2 separate regions of the Mus musculus genome follow, and region 1 is linked to region 2. The links are chromatin contacts, called in public HiChIP or PLAC-seq maps. All regions are on one chromosome and are shown on one strand. The core of a region is the stretch at or near the end of the contact, and the rest is flanking DNA. Distances in the headings are between cores, read along the strand shown. Region 1 has its middle 19 kb from the start of Mir6344. Region 2 has its middle 230 kb from the start of Mir6344.

Region 1 (3,699 bases), core at 301-2,800, 250 kb after region 2:
AAATTACGTTAACTGCAGATACAATGGCTCCCAAGTGCAGACAGTATGCACACCACCCTGATTCCCTTCTCCAGAGGTTAGACTGTCTTCAGCCCAATGGGGCTAGGAATTGGAGGCAGGCATGAAGTTTGTATTGACATATAGTTCTGTCTGGTGAATCTGTATTCTTGGAATTACTTGCCCAGGTAATGGAAAACCACCTGTCTATAACTCCTCCGCAAGAACAAGAAATTAATACTTAACTATTATTCTAGTTTGTTTTCTGTTGCTGTTATAAGAGTACTCTGACCAAATGCAACCTGGGGAGAAAAGGGTTTATTTCATCTTATACTTTCAGGTCACTGTCCATTATAGAGGGAATTCATGTCAGTAACTAAAGCAAAAAACATGGAGGAACACAGCTTACAGGCTTTCTCACTGGCCTGCGCTCAGCCTTTCTTATACAGTCCAGAACCGCCTGCTTCATGACAGTACCGCCTTGGCCTATACATCAATTAGCAATCATGACAATACACCGCAGACATGCTCACAGGCTAATCCAGGGGAAGCAGTTCTTCCACAGAGGCTCCCTTGTCTCAGGTGACTTCTCAGATGTATCAGATTAAAAAGAAAAACCTAACCAGAACAGCCATCAAGAAGGCCCTTCAGTCTCTTAATATGTGTCTTAGTTAGGGTTTCTATTGCTGTAAAGAGACACCATGACCAAGGCAACTCTTATAAAGGACAACATTTAATTGGAGCTGGGTTACTGGTTCTGTGGTTTCATTCATTATCATCAAGGTGGGAAACATGGCAGTGTCCAGGCAGGCATGGCACCAGAGGAGCTGAGAGTTCCACATCTTGATCGGAAGGCCAATAGAAGACTGGCTTCTTAGGCAGCTAGCTAGGAGGAGGGTCTCAAAGGCCACCCCCACAGTGACACACTTCCTCCAACAATGGCTCACGGACCACAAAGCCCTCAGCTGTGTAGGTGTCTGCCTGTAATTATGCCCAGAAGCTTAATTGCCTACAGGTTCTTAATTACATTGCCTTTATACATTTGCCTTCTGATTTTACTTCTTCTCTTACCCTTGGCTACATTTTCGCCACCCGTTCCCAGTCTGTCTGGAGTGAACCCATGAATAGCTAGCTGACGGGACTTTTCATATTTTATTCCTGTAGGATTCTGTGGGAAAGGGTGTCAAGGCCTCCCATTGGGTTCCTGGGTGTGAAACCGGTCCATTAAACATTCATTTAGGGCTGCTTCAAATAAAAAGAGTTGCCTTAAATCACCCAGGGTTGTTTACTGCAGAACACAGTATTTCCTCTGAAACACAGAAGTAACTACAGCCATGTGTATCTTTAATGTCTTGTCTGAGCCAGATTTCTGCGTTCTATGCACTGAAAGTACCAAGTGGCCAGCCTGGCGAGGAGCCAAACAGTAATGTTTCCTTTTGCTGTTGTTGAAACAGGCATTCAGGAAAACGATTGAGCACAATAAGGGCCTTCCTGTTCCGGCAGGCGGGTGGCCCTGTGAACTGCCTCCCCCCTAACTTGGGGTGAGTCATACCAGTGTGCTGTGAGCTTCCTTCTCCTTTGTCAATAAACTCTCTCTGAGGCCGCTGCCAGCGACAAGGGATGATGTAGGGCCAGGCCAGATTGTAGATTCTGTACTCACATTCAGACTCTCAGCATTCATTTTCCTCTCAGAGCACCACAGGATACCTAAGCTCAGCAAAGTCAAGGTTCACAAGAGCAATTTCAGAACCGTTCTGATTGACCAAGATATTGCCTTGCTATGGGTTGGTTGCCCTCTAGTCAGGAAGTCAGGTCTACAAAGCCAGACACAGAAAGGGCACCTTCCATGAAGGATAGTTGGTGGCTGGTTGGGAGTGGTAAGAGTGACTGGCAGCGCTCACATAATTGTCTATTTCCTCATTCTCTCTTCCTACCCCTGTTCTCTTCCTCTCCTTTTTTTGTTCTCCTTTTGCTCTTCTTCTCCCTCCTCCTCCTCCTCCTCCTCCTCCTCTTCTTTCCCTTCTTTCTTCTTTCTTTTTCTTCTCCTTCTCCTCCTTCTCCTCCTCCTCCTCCTCCTCCTCCTCCTCCTCCTTCATCTGAGACAGATCTTGCTATATATCTCTGCCTGACCTCTGACCTGTTCAAGATCCTCTTGCCCCATCTCCCTCCTGAGTACTATTTTACAGAAGAACAGGACCATGTTGGTTTCATGATGTCTCCCTTATTCTTTCTCCCTCAGAGTCTCCATGCCCTATTTGTAGGTCATTGTAAGACATATTGCCACTGAGACAGTATAAAAGCCAGATGACCCTTCAAATGATGCTTGGTAGACATGGAAAACTTAGCATCACTCTCCAGACTTTGCTCTAGGGGCCAATATCAGAGCTGCTTAGGCAAAGATGAGCAAGATGGGAACTGTCTGAAGCACTGCTTTTCCTACGCTAAAGGAGTTCCTATTAATCATTATTACATTTTAATAAAGTTAGTTTTTACTCAAGCACTATTTCATCCTCAAGGATTTGATTCTTATCAGTGACTTTTTTATGTCCTCAGACTTTTCTGTTTCCTCTCTCTAATATGGGGGTGAAAATAGGAGTTATTTTGCAAAATAGAAGTCAAATGAGATACTTATATGGGCAGTTTTACTTATTCTCCTATCCAGTGCTCAGTAAAGGTAGTTATGGTTACAACTGTGAATACAACTACTAATAAATAAACCAAACAATCACCATTGGTTTTATTTGGGGTCTAGCAAACCTTTGTTTGCCCGATATTGAAGTATAAAGTCATGCCTTAAGAAGGTGTGGTTTCAGGCCGGGCATGCTGGTGCACGCCTTTAATCCCAGAACTTGAGAGGCAGAGGAAGGCGAATTTCTGAGTTCGAGGCCAGCCTGGTCTACAGAGTGAGTTCCAGGACAGCCAGGGCTACACAGAAAAACCCTGTCTCAAAAAAAAAAAAAAAAAAAGTGTGGTCTCACTCTTGTGCCAAAATAGAACAGTGCTTCCAAATGGAAGATGATTGAATACTATTTTTTCCAATCATAACTGAGAATATTTTTAAAGGTCTCAGGGAGGTAAAGTCAGGATTTCCTCTGACAATTAAAATAATTGCCTCAATTGATCCCTAGAAGATTATATTTTGTGACAACCAATCCCTTAAGCAAATCAGCTAGAGTAAATAAAATTACTAATTTTTGCTCCAAATAATTGTTCCATTTATACACTAACGGGCTGTGCTGTGATGATACTTATCTTGGGTTTTGCCCCTCCCCATGGTAACCAACAGTAACCAGGCTTTTCTTCCCCAAAGCAGAGCATAGATACCCAAATCCTTCCCACTTTTCTGTCTTAGCACTGTCTGTACATAAGTTCTCCTACCTACTCTTGTTCAGTAGTAATGAAATCTTCATTCCAGAGGAACCCTGCCCTGTGTCCCAAATGGATGAGTGCTGACCAACGAGATCAAAGGGAATCTAACCAGGCACTCCTTACTTACTTCCCACCTAATGTACAAACATCCATGCCTACGTAATGAAGTCTCCGTAACAAGGACAAGATTTCTGGGGCTTCCAGATAGCTGAGCATGGGCCCTCCCTGGAAGGTGATGTGCCTGTCACCACACACATCCTGAGGATGGAACACTTGGTCTGTGAGCTTAAACATTATCTCCAGGTAGAGAGTATCAGAACGTGCCAGCCCAAG
Region 2 (3,506 bases), core at 476-2,975:
TGTTACAGAAGAGTTTGTTAAATAATATTTTTTCTAGCAAAAAGCCACAAAAATTCCAACTTTATCACCCTCAGTTAGTTCTAGCCTAGAGAGATAATGTCTGTATACTTTATTATTGTTCTTACAGACAGCAGTTATCTCAAGGAGATTGCTTTAATCTGAGCTTTCAGACAATTTTGAGGTGTTTAATTATACACATACATTAAGGGAGAAATGAACTAGCTTAAAAGTGAGAAACACTCCGAGAGTTTCCTCTTGCTGGATTAAAAATGTAGGTACTTAATAATTGCTTTATTAGATCCTGGAAAACAAACAAACAAATAAAACATGATCATCCAAAGATTTGTGTTCAGTAACGCAATACTGCTTTGGAAATTAATTCCTCTTAGCTGGAACTTCAGCTTTATTGTACTAACCTAGGTGGATGACATCATCTTAGATCATGAATATCATCTATAGCCAGGCTCTAAAATATCCCAAGACCTGAGATAAGAGCAAGGGACAGAACACATGAATCTTGTCCATTGGCACTCTGGGGAATCAGCAAAAGCCAGATGTTTAAAGTTCTTGAGCCAACATCTGTCTCTTTAGAAATGTTCCTCAAGCCATAGCTGTGTGCAGAGATGGCAATCCCTCAAATGCAGAAAGGCCCCCTCCTTGGGCTTGTGAAGGCTCCATGTCCCAGAGTAGGGGAATGCTAGGGTGGTGAGGTGGAAGTGCATGGATGCATGGAGGAACACCCTCATAGAAGCAGAGGGAGGGGATAGGGAGTTTGTGGAGAGGAAACCAGGTAACAGAGTAACAGTTGAAATGTAAATAAATAAAATATACAATAAAAATGTAAAAAAGGAAAGAAAGAAAGAAAGAAAGAAAGAAAGAAAGAAGGAAAAAGAAAGAAAGAAAGAAAGAAAGAGGAAAGAAAGGAAAAAGGAAAGAGGAAAGAGGAAAGGAAAGGAAAGGAAAGGAAAGGAAAGGAAAGGAAAGGAAAGGAAAGGAAAGGAAAGGAAAGGAAAGGAAAGGAAAGGAAAGGAAAGGAAAGGGGAAAGGGAAAGGGAAAAGGAAAGGAAAGGGAAAAGGAAAGGGAAAAGGAAAAGGAAAGGGAAAGGGAAAAGGAAAAGGAAAAGGAAAAGGAAAAGGAAAAGGAAAAGGAAAAGGAAAAGGAAAAGGAAAAGGAAAGGGCCTTCTTTCTCTGCCCTTGGTAGCTCTCAATCTGTAACTCAATATGTTCAAGAAAATGTGATCCAGAGGCTTATTCATTCAAGAAATGGGAGAGGAAGAATCACATAACAGTGATTCACTTCAAGAATCAATTTCTTTAGCGGGATAAACATTGGCTAGCAGTTGAAAAACAAGCCTAGTGAGTAAGGCTGGGCTAAAGCAAACCAGACACAGGAAAACAAAATGGGGATGACTTTGAGTCTGGACCTAGAAACTCATGTAAGTCATTCCAGGACTTAGACTTGGGTCGCTTGCTTTTCACTCTTGGCTCTTTCATTTACTGATTATAATATCTGGGGTGAATTACTTCACCATTTCTTAGGACCTTGTAAACTGAAAATAAGAACAGCATCTATTCCAGTACAGTTAGTGAGGATTACATGAGTTAAAGCCTGTCAAGAGTTGAGACTGGAGCTTGGCCCATAGCAAGCTCTGCATATGTGTTTGTTAAGTCAACAAATTCCTGCTCTGAGGCAAGCACGTCACTCCTCGCTGTGTACACACAAAGCACGCAAAGGCTGATGCTGAGGCAATAAATCCTTCTGAGAAAGAAAAGCACAGATCCACACAGCCTTCATTTCAGAATTGCTCATGTTGCTTCCAGACATTGGCTATTTAATCCTCCCAGAACAACCAGAGGGAATTTACACAAATAAACTTCTCCATTTACAGAAGAGAAAGCAACTACACAGTAAGATGGTATGTTTTCCTTGAGTTTGCCCAAGGAGTTCAGCTTCTCTAAATGCTTCCTTCTGTCCTAGGTCCCTTTGCTCCTAAGCAGAAAGAAGTAACAACAACAGAAAAAACAACGACAACAACAAACAAAACTTTAAATATGAGATGTCAAATAATGTATAGGAAAAATGCCTTCACTATGCAATATTTATACAACTTTTGAAAGTTAGAATTCATTCTCTGTCTACTACAGGAAGCTAAAAAAGCGCTGTTAATGGAACTTAAGTTTCCATTTCAGTTTAATAAGTGGGCATGGAACTCAACATTGAAGCTTGGCTTAAAATAATAATAATATCATGAATGTGGGTTCTGTTTAAATTAATATAAATGTGATCATTCTCTTTTCTGTCAGTGTATGGAAAACTGTTTAGTAGGTAAGTCTGGGAGAATATGAAGTTGTGAGTCATTCTGAACAGAGTGTGTTCATACATGATCAACAAGCTAAAAAGGCAGGAATGAATGTGAGGAGGATTTGGGTAGAGCTGACCAGACTGCCGTATTCAACTTTCCCCTCCAAACAGTGCCTTAGTGAGCTTTGAAAAACAATAATCTTTGTCCATAAAAGTTTCTTCAGGACAACTCCTGTTTGTGCAAGAAGTTTTGGATTTTTACCCAGTGTACAAAATTGTCATAAAGGGGCAGGAGAAAAAATAGGCAGGAGAGGGAAGGAGGGGTGGAAGCACGTATGGCAAGAAATAAAGATTTTTACTAAAAGCTTCTATAAGTAATTTTCTTGCTAAGGCATGTTTTAGGGGACAAAAACTTCATAGTTTCAAATACCAAACAATGTATGTTTATTACACAAACTTAGGATTAAGTAATTAAATAAAAATCTAGAAGACAATTAAACTCACTATATTTCTAGTTCTCTGTTACATATGGCTACCTTTGACATGCAATACACATTACCTATTTCTGTAAATTCAAAGAAAAAATTTAGTTCATATTTTAACCTTTGAGCGTTTCATACATGTTTATAATGAATTTTACTCATTCTCACCCACCCTAATTATCCTATCCCATACCCCTCTTTCTCCTAAAAGCATTGTTCTTTCCAACAACTTCAGTGTTTTTCCTATTTTTATGCTGTGTGTGTCACTAAATTTAAACAAAGTTACCCACTAGGCATTGCGGTGATTATTTACCCAATCATGGGCAACCTACTAGTGGTCACACCACAGAAGAAAGTGACATTCCTCTCCACAACTAACCTTAATTGCCAACACTTCACCTACCTATGATGAAGTATTGATGGCTAAATAGTGTGTAGGTCTTTTTCTTCCAATAACATTTAAAATGTGTGCATCCCCTATACCGTGTGCAGAAGATACTGTTTCACAGCACCCATCCCCAGCTGCTGGCTCTTACATTCTCTCTGTCCTCTCTTCCACCTTTGGGGACAGAGCTAAAGGTGGCCCATTTAGAACTGAGCACTCCACAAACTCTTTGTCTACTTTGACCAGTTGTGGGTCTGTCTATCAACTATATTAACATCTGTCCACTACAAAACAGAAAACTTTTGTCTGTGTTTTGCTTTCTTCTGGATTATTTTT

The links. HiChIP or PLAC-seq counts read pairs in DNA pulled down with a chosen protein or histone mark.
Region 1: a contact with region 2 is called in a FOXA1 HiChIP or PLAC-seq map of pancreatic cancer cells. The contact joins two enhancer-like sites. A contact is called at or near these places in 4 of 484 Hi-C or Micro-C datasets (the HPC-7 cell line, adipose-derived mesenchymal stem cells, brown adipocytes and 1 more) and 1 of 115 datasets of contacts at active chromatin or transcription factors (pancreatic cancer cells).

What each region holds. Positions count from the first base shown.
Region 1 is chr1:82,149,486-82,153,184 of GRCm38.p6, forward strand. No RefSeq gene overlaps it. Among named protein-coding and RNA genes, the nearest start is that of Mir6344, 19 kb to the left of the region's middle. Within about 2 kb of position 1,551, at least 134 of the 459 cell types and tissues checked have an H3K27ac peak or open chromatin away from gene starts, as enhancers often do. A contact at or near this core is called in pancreatic cancer cells and uterus, where this site is marked.
Region 2 is chr1:81,902,551-81,906,056 of GRCm38.p6, forward strand. No RefSeq gene overlaps it. Among named protein-coding and RNA genes, the nearest start is that of Mir6344, 230 kb to the right of the region's middle. Within about 2 kb of position 1,726, at least 43 of the 459 cell types and tissues checked have an H3K27ac peak or open chromatin away from gene starts, as enhancers often do. A contact at or near this core is called in pancreatic cancer cells and uterus, where this site is marked.